Regions from separate parts of the Triticum aestivum genome. Here region 1 is linked to region 2. A link is a contact called in public Hi-C data. All regions are on one chromosome and are shown on one strand. Each heading gives the region's core, a stretch centred on a gene start, on an enhancer-like site or on the middle of the called end of the contact. The rest is flanking DNA. Distances are from core to core; before and after follow the strand shown. Region 1 holds the start of LOC123062671. Region 2 holds the start of LOC123062666.

What was found. Hi-C and Micro-C count contacts between places; a contact is called where the count stands out from the background.
Region 1: a Hi-C map of leaf shows a contact between it and region 2, with 2.6 times the contacts expected there. The contact joins the promoter of LOC123062671 here to the promoter of LOC123062666 in region 2. A contact is called at or near these places in 2 of 5 Hi-C or Micro-C datasets (both in leaf).

What each region holds. Positions count from the first base shown.
Region 1 is chr1A:522,515,816-522,519,583 of IWGSC CS RefSeq v2.1, reverse strand. It overlaps LOC123062671, which reads right to left and starts at 1,573. Exons shown (of 6, transcript XM_044486300.1): 1 at 1,241-1,573; 2 at 1,005-1,154; 3 at 666-924; 4 at 341-559. The coding sequence starts at 1,498. It overlaps LOC123172736 (a long non-coding RNA gene), which reads right to left. Exons shown (of 2, transcript XR_006485705.1): 1 at 2,246-3,768; 2 at 1,969-2,157.
Region 2 is chr1A:522,312,353-522,316,466 of IWGSC CS RefSeq v2.1, reverse strand. It overlaps LOC123062666, which reads left to right and starts at 2,561. Exons shown (of 3, transcript XM_044486287.1): 1 at 2,561-3,219. The coding sequence starts at 2,616.

The DNA of each region.
Region 1 (3,768 bases), core at 324-2,823, 200 kb before region 2:
CACTACCTTATTCCAAACATGCATTCTACATTTTACACATTCCAGATAATTCTTGTACCGTTGTGATAACAATTAGTACAGAATGGAAGCATTTCCACGATTAGACTGCAGTTAAAACGTTAGACTGCTGAATGTTGCCCCTTTCCAAAATGTGGGAAAAAATAACTGAAAAAAGCAAATATGGACAAGTTTGTGAAAACACTTCTCTGGATGAGCATACCTAGACGGGAAACAATCTTGCCAAGGTGTTACTACTACACTACCTCAATTCTAACATGAAGTGCAGATCTCACTGCTTCCAGCTAATTCTTGTTCAGAAATGGCATCAAACTGTATTTACCTGTCTGCCGGGTAAGCTTGTTGTCCTCAACGGGATCATCAGGAACCTCTCTCCCTTTGCTCAATATCTTAACTGCCAAGCCGTTCTTGGCAGCTGCCAACAAGGACTCTTTGCTGATGCAATCGGGCGGCTGCCGAGGGACAAAGATGACAGCATCCGTGACCAGCAATGTCCTGGAAGGCTTATGGTAGAACGCCACCTCCACATACGGCCCAATCCCTGAACGCACCCAATTTACAGAGGCATAATTATCATGTATAGTATGCATCAATGCGTTCACGACGGTGTTCAGAGATGAGAGTGGGCGGTGAGGAAGTGGGAATACCAACTTCCGGCGAGCTGAGCACCTTCTGCTCGATCTCGGCGGCCCAGGGCGTGGCGTCGTCCTCGTCCTCGAGGGGCTTGGAGCGGAAGACCCCGAAGAACTCGAGCGGCAGGTTGACGGGCCAGCTCCACTGCCGCGGCGCCACCCACACCTGCGCCCTGGGGAACTTCCTGGAGAAGGGCCCGAGGAAGACCTTGTGCTCGTACGCGAAGGTCGGCAGCACGATGTGCTCCACCGGCGCGCCCAGCTCCTTGATCAGCTGCGCATGGCATGGCGCCGGATTAATGTCGAACAGGAGTCGCGCGAACTGTTGCTTCCTTTGCAGAAACTGAAGCGTACCTGGATGCACTCCTTGGTGGGGGCGATGGGGGCGTGCACCCAGAGCCCGCCGGAGCGGAGCTTGACGACGGTCATGCGGGTGTTGGTGGAGACGCTGCTGAAGCCCAGCGCCTGCTCCTGCTCGAACAGCCATACGCTGCCCTTCACCGCCTGCATTCGGAGAGGAGCTCAGACTCCAGAGAGCAAGCGAAGTGAGGCGAGAGAGGATCAGGCTGAGGCGATTGTCTTTTACGTACCTCGGTGCGGGTGGTGCGGCGGTTGAGGAAGGGGCCGAGCGGGAAGGGGAAGCCGGTGAAGTTGAAGTAGAACCGGGACGACGACGAGGAGGAGGCGCTGCTGGCTTCGTCGGTGGTTGAGGAGGCCGAGACGGCGAGGCGCGGCCTGCGGAGGGCGTGGGGCGGCGCGGCGTGGTGGTGGCGGCAGGGCGCGCAGGGATGCGGGCGCGGCGTCGCGCGCAGCGGGCGCGGGGCGGAGGCGACGGATGTGGCTGCCATTCGTTTGGGCGAGCTCGGCCGGAGGGAGCTCGCGGCTGGAGAAGTTCGAAGATGGGCCCGGGAGAGAGTGAGAGGTGTGGTGCACCTGGGTTCGGACGGATGGCTGGATTGGGGGACGCGTGGAGACGCGCCGGCCGTTGAGTTTGCAGATGGTTCTAGGACCTGCAACCCCGAGACTGGTGATACGGGCGATCCGAAATGTGGTGAATTCTCTTCTCCATGCGCAGAGCCGCACCTAGGCTGCTTTTCTAACTACTAGATGACTCGTTGCGCCAATGGCGCAAAGGTCAAGAGGGAGCCAAGTATTGTGAGAATATTTAGACACTCAAGTCGAAAACTAAATGTGACCAACACTCCCTCATTTTTTGCTTGGAAGCCGCCTTTTCTCACCGGATCTAACATAGATACATGATTCTTCAAGACCAAATTTCAAAGAAAATATAAAGCATGCAAGGCTTTAAGTTGTACTATTGAGACCATACCACCATATCTTCATTTAGTTTTTTTGGAAATCTAAAGGTCTAAGAGGATGGTACATGTGAGAAGATGTGAATCCACAACAAAAAACTAAACTAACTTCCAAACAAAAATTTCAAGTTTGGAAGCCACAAAGAAGCAGCCCAGATCTCTCGTTGTAGTGCAGGTACATGTCCTTAATCCTGCATCCACATCCCATAATTTTTCAACACCTAAATCCATGAAAACCAACCGAAGGAAATCATGGCAGAAACATGCGTCGTGACTTACGTCTCCAAGGACTTCTTGGCATTATTGAGCAGGTTGGACACAACAATCCTCGCTGCGAGCTGCAGAAGAACCACACAGGCACCTTTCTTCACCATGCCCTTGGGGAGGAGGGGGCAACACTTGCAGCGTGGTGACAAGGCTTTGCGAATGCCGCCGGCGAGAGCGTGCAGCGGAGGGCGTCGAGAGTGGCAGCTGCCTCCGCCTCGGCGCGAGCGTAGTGGCCGCGCGACTCGAGGCAGCACACGAAGCGGTCATGCTGGAGCATTACGCTATGCACAGATGTGTAGGCAAGTAACAAAGATTGGTCAAAGGGAAACAAATTATCCAAAAGAAGAAATGTTTTATATATTTTCAGCGTACCCAGCCATAAAATCAGATGCTTTTTGATTAACAAAATGAACACACAATTAAGTGGGCATAGGAGGTGTACAATCATGTACTGACAAAAATCAGAGAGGTTAGATTATGTTCAAATGAGATAAATTATCAAGGTTCCAATGATAGAAAACGTTGGGCCTGATGCACTAATTAATGTTATAGCACACAAGCAAGCTAGACATCTTCGTCTGGAGCGAATACTTTCTTCTTCCTATATTATCAAAGGTGTCTGAAAGTATGAAGACTGGAATCAAAAAATAATAGGAGACAAAACATAAGTAAGCACTCATTGCAATGTACCTGATCAATCGGTATTAGGTTGTGAAACAAGGGCAGGCAAAAAGAAATGAAAAATAAGATGATAATTGATGCAGCCTTACTATACCGGCCATTGAAACGAATCACCAACCAAGATCTTTAATTTTTTGATGAATGCTTGTTGGGTTCTAAAGAAGGGTGAAAGGAACCTTAGCAGAAGACGATGCCTATCCATTGGTTTTACAACTTCCGTCAAACTACATTAGCATGATATCTATGTGAGGTTCACGCATTCAAAAATATGGCCAGCTATAATTCTATGGTCTGTAATTCTACATAACCAGATAAATGTTTTGGAATGGCTAAAGATAACAAGAAAAACAAAATTAGTAAATTTCGGCCAACAAAGCAGAAGTCCGGGATTACTGATTTGGTGTCAGCCTATTTCTTAAATCACAAAGTAGCATGGCTAGACAACCTTTCTTTGAGCAAAGTGAGCATAACAGCCACCTTTAAATGCAATTATGAAGGAAAATTGGCAACCTAACTATAATTGCATAACAACTTATTTTCCAGCAGAAAATACATCATTTCATAGGCCAACCTGGAAGCAAGGATTCACCTTAAATGAAGAAGGAAGCCGAACACACCCACATTATAGCAGCAACAAGAGAACTTCCAAGAATTTATAGACTATAAAAACTCACAGAAACTCCACTATGTGGGATAAACTCACAATTGGTGAGGTTGGTGAGCAATTGCACAGGGACACGGTTAAGCAAGCAAACTCAAGAACCTGATTCTAAAAATTGGCAAGCATGAGATATTACAATTGGCGAGTGTGAAATATTAGATGCTAAGCAGGCAAATTCAAGAAGATGATTCTA
Region 2 (4,114 bases), core at 1,312-3,811:
TGACCTAAACCCTAAGCCAAACTCGGTCCTACCGATTCTTTCTATCCGGCGCCACCGAGTTTCACTTGTCATAAGCCACTGCCAAACCCTAGCAATTCGGTTCTACCGATAGGGATCTCGGTCTCACCGAGATGGGATTGCAAACTCTCTATTTCCCTTTCGTAACTTTTCGGTCTCACCGAAAGAGCGAATCGGTCCCACCGAGATTGCAATGTAAATTCAGTGTTTCCTTTTTGTAACTTTTCGGTCTCACCGAAAGAGCAAATCGGTCCCACCGAGTTTGCCTGACCAACTCTCTGGTTAGCTTATTACCAAAATCGGTCTCACCGAGTTTGTGTAATCGGTCTCACCGAGATTACGTTATGCCCAAACCCTAACCATATCGGTCCTACGGAGTTGCATGTCAGTCCCACCGAAAATCTCTAACGGTCACTAGGTTTACCTTTTCGGTCCGACCGAGTTTTTTGATTCGGTCCCACCGAGATTGGAAAACTGTGTGTAACGGTTGGATTTTGTGTGGAGGCTATATATACCCCTCCACCTCCTCTTCATTCGTGGAGAGAGCCATCAGAACACATACACAATTCCAACTCATATGTTCTGAGAGAGAACCACCTACTCATGTGTTGAGACCAAGATATTCCATTCCTGCCATATGAATCTTGATCTCTAGCCTTCCCCAAGTTGCTTTCCACTCAAATCTTCTTTCCACCAGATCCAAATCCTATGAGAGAGAGTTGAGTGTTGGGGAGACTATCATTTGAAGCACAAGAGCAAGGAGTTCATTACCTACACACCATTTGTTACTTCTTGGAGAGTGGTGTCTCCTAGATTGACTAGGTGTCACTTGGGAGCCTCCGACAAGATCGTGAAGATCTACCGCTAGTGAGGCAAGTCCTTCGTGGGCGATGGCCATGGTGGGATAGACAAGGTTGCTTCTTCGTGGACCCTTCGTGGGTGGTTGCTTCTTCGTGGACCCTTCGTGGGTGGAGCCCTCCGTGGACTCGCGCAACCGTTACCCTTTGTGGGTGGAGCCCTCCGTGGACTCGCGCAACCGTTACCCTTCGTGGGTTAAAGTCTCCATCAACGTGGATGTAGGATAGCACCACCTATCCGAACCACGGGAAAAACATCCGTGTCTCCAATTGCGTTTGAATTCTCCAAACTCTTCCCTTTACATTCTTGCAAGTTGCATGCTTTACTTTCCGCTGCCAATATACTCTTTGCATGCTTGCTTGAATTGTGTGATGATTGCTTGACTTGTCCTACAATAGCTAAAATCTGCCAAGAACTAAAATTGGGAAAAGGTTAAGTTTTTATTTGGTCAAGTAGTCTAATCACCCCCCCTCTAGACATACTTTCGATCCTACAACCCCACTTAACAGTACGGTGGTTCCTATGACTCAACACAAAAGAAAAATAAATACGAAAGATCTAAGTCTTCGAGCTCCATAGGCTTCATGTGGTGTCTTCTCTTGTCATAGTCTTCAATGTGAATATCTTCATATACCACCTTTGACTTCAATGTCTTCATATATTTTTAGGGGTCATCTCTGGTAGGAAAACCGAATCAATGAGGGACTTTTACCTGTGTTATCCTGCAATTCACACAAACACATTAGTCCCTCAACTAGGTTTGTCGTCAATACTCCAAAACCAACTAGGGGTGGCACTAGATGCACTTACACATGGCGTGAGAAAAAAAGCCCGTGGACCAAGGCAAATGACAAAGGTAGCGCTTTGATCCATTGCACCATCTATTATGAGACATTTGCATTCAAATTATATGTCATGTATTGCAAGACGGAGGGAGTATGGACAAAGGGCCATTTGATTTTGTCATATGTCTTTTCGAAGTCCACCTTTTTGCCGAGATTTTCAAAGTCCACTTTGAAAAGCATCACTCTGTTTTTTTAGTATGAATTGTATTCAAGGCCTCATGTAAAATCAACACCCCCTCCATGATATATCTATCTTTAATAAAGACAGTTTAAACATGATACCTCAAAAATTGTACGACCTCACTAAGTCTATTCATAAGAGTCTTAATGAAGATTTTAAATCTAACATTTAGCAAACAAATAGACCTAAATTTTTGAATTTGTTTGACACCTTTAGTCTTAAGGATAAGGGTAATAATCTCATAGTTAAGTCTGACAAGATTCATATTGTTCTTATGTAAAGGACCTTGATAAGTGCGACACGTGTGGCACGAACATATAATAATTTTAAACGTTTTTATGACAAGTTTAGTGGTGCGAGAATGGCAATTTTAGTTATCAAATAGTATTACTTTTACATCTCACTTAATTAAGTTTCAGAACCTCTATGCATATATAACGACACTACTACCAACCTGTATGACAAGTTATGATATTCAATGTTCACCCGCAAAATAATCATTCCGAAAAATTCCAAGCTTCAGACGGAGCCTCGCCAGGGTTGTTGATGCCAGAGTCTACCACTGAATACACAGACGTGATCATCCCCGTCGCTTGCTGATCGGACGGCCCCAAACACACACTGATCTACAACTCCAGAATCTACCCACTCCCAGAGCTCAGCATCGATCCTCCTCCCCCCACCCTCTTCCCACGCGCGCACCGCACCACAGCATGTCGTGGCTCACGCGCTCCATCGCGGCCACGCTCTCCGGCGAGCCCGACCCCGACTCCGACGCCTCCGAATCCGAGGCCTCCTCCGCCGGCAGGCCGGCCGCGGAGGGGTCCTCGCCGCGCGATCCCGAGGACGAGGAGCCCGAGGAGCCCATCACCCCGAGCCGCGGCGTCAAGGACGACATCTCCGAGCTCACCGAGACCCTCACCCGCCGCCTGTGGGGCGTGGCGTCCTTCCTCGCCCCACCGCCGCCCCCGCCGGAGCCGGAGTCCTCGTCCCCGCGCGCCGCGCCCGCGGAGGCGGACGACGGAGAGGGGGGCGATGTGGACGTGGACGGGGACGGGATCGCGGGGATCCGGAGCGATCTGGCGGAGATCGGGGGCAGGGTGAGGAGCGGCATCTCCATGCTGCAGAGCAACCTGGCCGTGGCAGAGATCTCCAAGATCGCGTCCTCGCTCCTGCCGTTCGGGGAGGAGGAGCCCGACGAAGGGGAGCCCGTCGCCGGCGGGACCGAGGAGGTGCTGGTCTTCGTGAAGCACATCTCGACGCGGCCTGAGACGTGGCTCGATTTCCCCCTCTTCATCAGCGAGCGTTATGCAGACGGTAAGATTCAGTGCCGAACTGCCGATTCAGATAATGCGTAACTTAATAATTTGGTGCACCGGAATGAAATGGGTGGACGTTGTGGTCTCAGTTTCAGTGCGGAACTGCCGATTAATGAAGAAAGTAGATGCTGGAGGTAGTGTTAGAACTTTCCTGCAAAGATCTCAAGCATGCTCGTCCTGAATTAATTGATATGCGCACCTTAGAGTCCCGAAACTCCTTTCTCGACTGGTTTAGTTCTATGTAGTTTGTTGAATAGATTGAAGTCCCCACGTGCACTCTGGAATGCCATTGCACTTCCTTTGAAAGCTACCTACATCGGTTATCACTTATCAGTTCATTGATGCTAGCCTATTTTGTTCTGCATTGCTTGTACACCTGCTTGGTACCAACTATACTTTTGGAATCTTGATGTTGTGATTCTGTCCATCTAGCGATGCATTTTCGCATATTCATGATTTTTCCGTTGTCATGCTATCAATTTGATTAACTAAATCAGGTCAATGTCTTAACTCTTAAGCACCATAACTTGTTTAATATGAATGTAAATATGTAATACCACGCTCCATCGGTTTTATAGCTTTCCACAGCAGTCATGAATGCTTCATATCTTTTTAGAGGTTGCGCATTATGTAGCTATGCACAGGAAATGATGTAAATATCACAGAATTGATTTCAAGCAGCGTTCCCCTATTGCTGCAGAATGCATCACTTTAGGATACATAGGTAATAGGTATCTCCATTTCAGCTTGACGTGATATTGAGCTAACATTTAGTTCTGGAATAAATAGTTCACCCTATTTATGCATACCCTCTCTACGCCTTTTAGTCCTGAATTGGTTTCCTGATGCTTTGTTGGCCTCTAGTTGCATCATATAACTCATGCTTGTCTCTC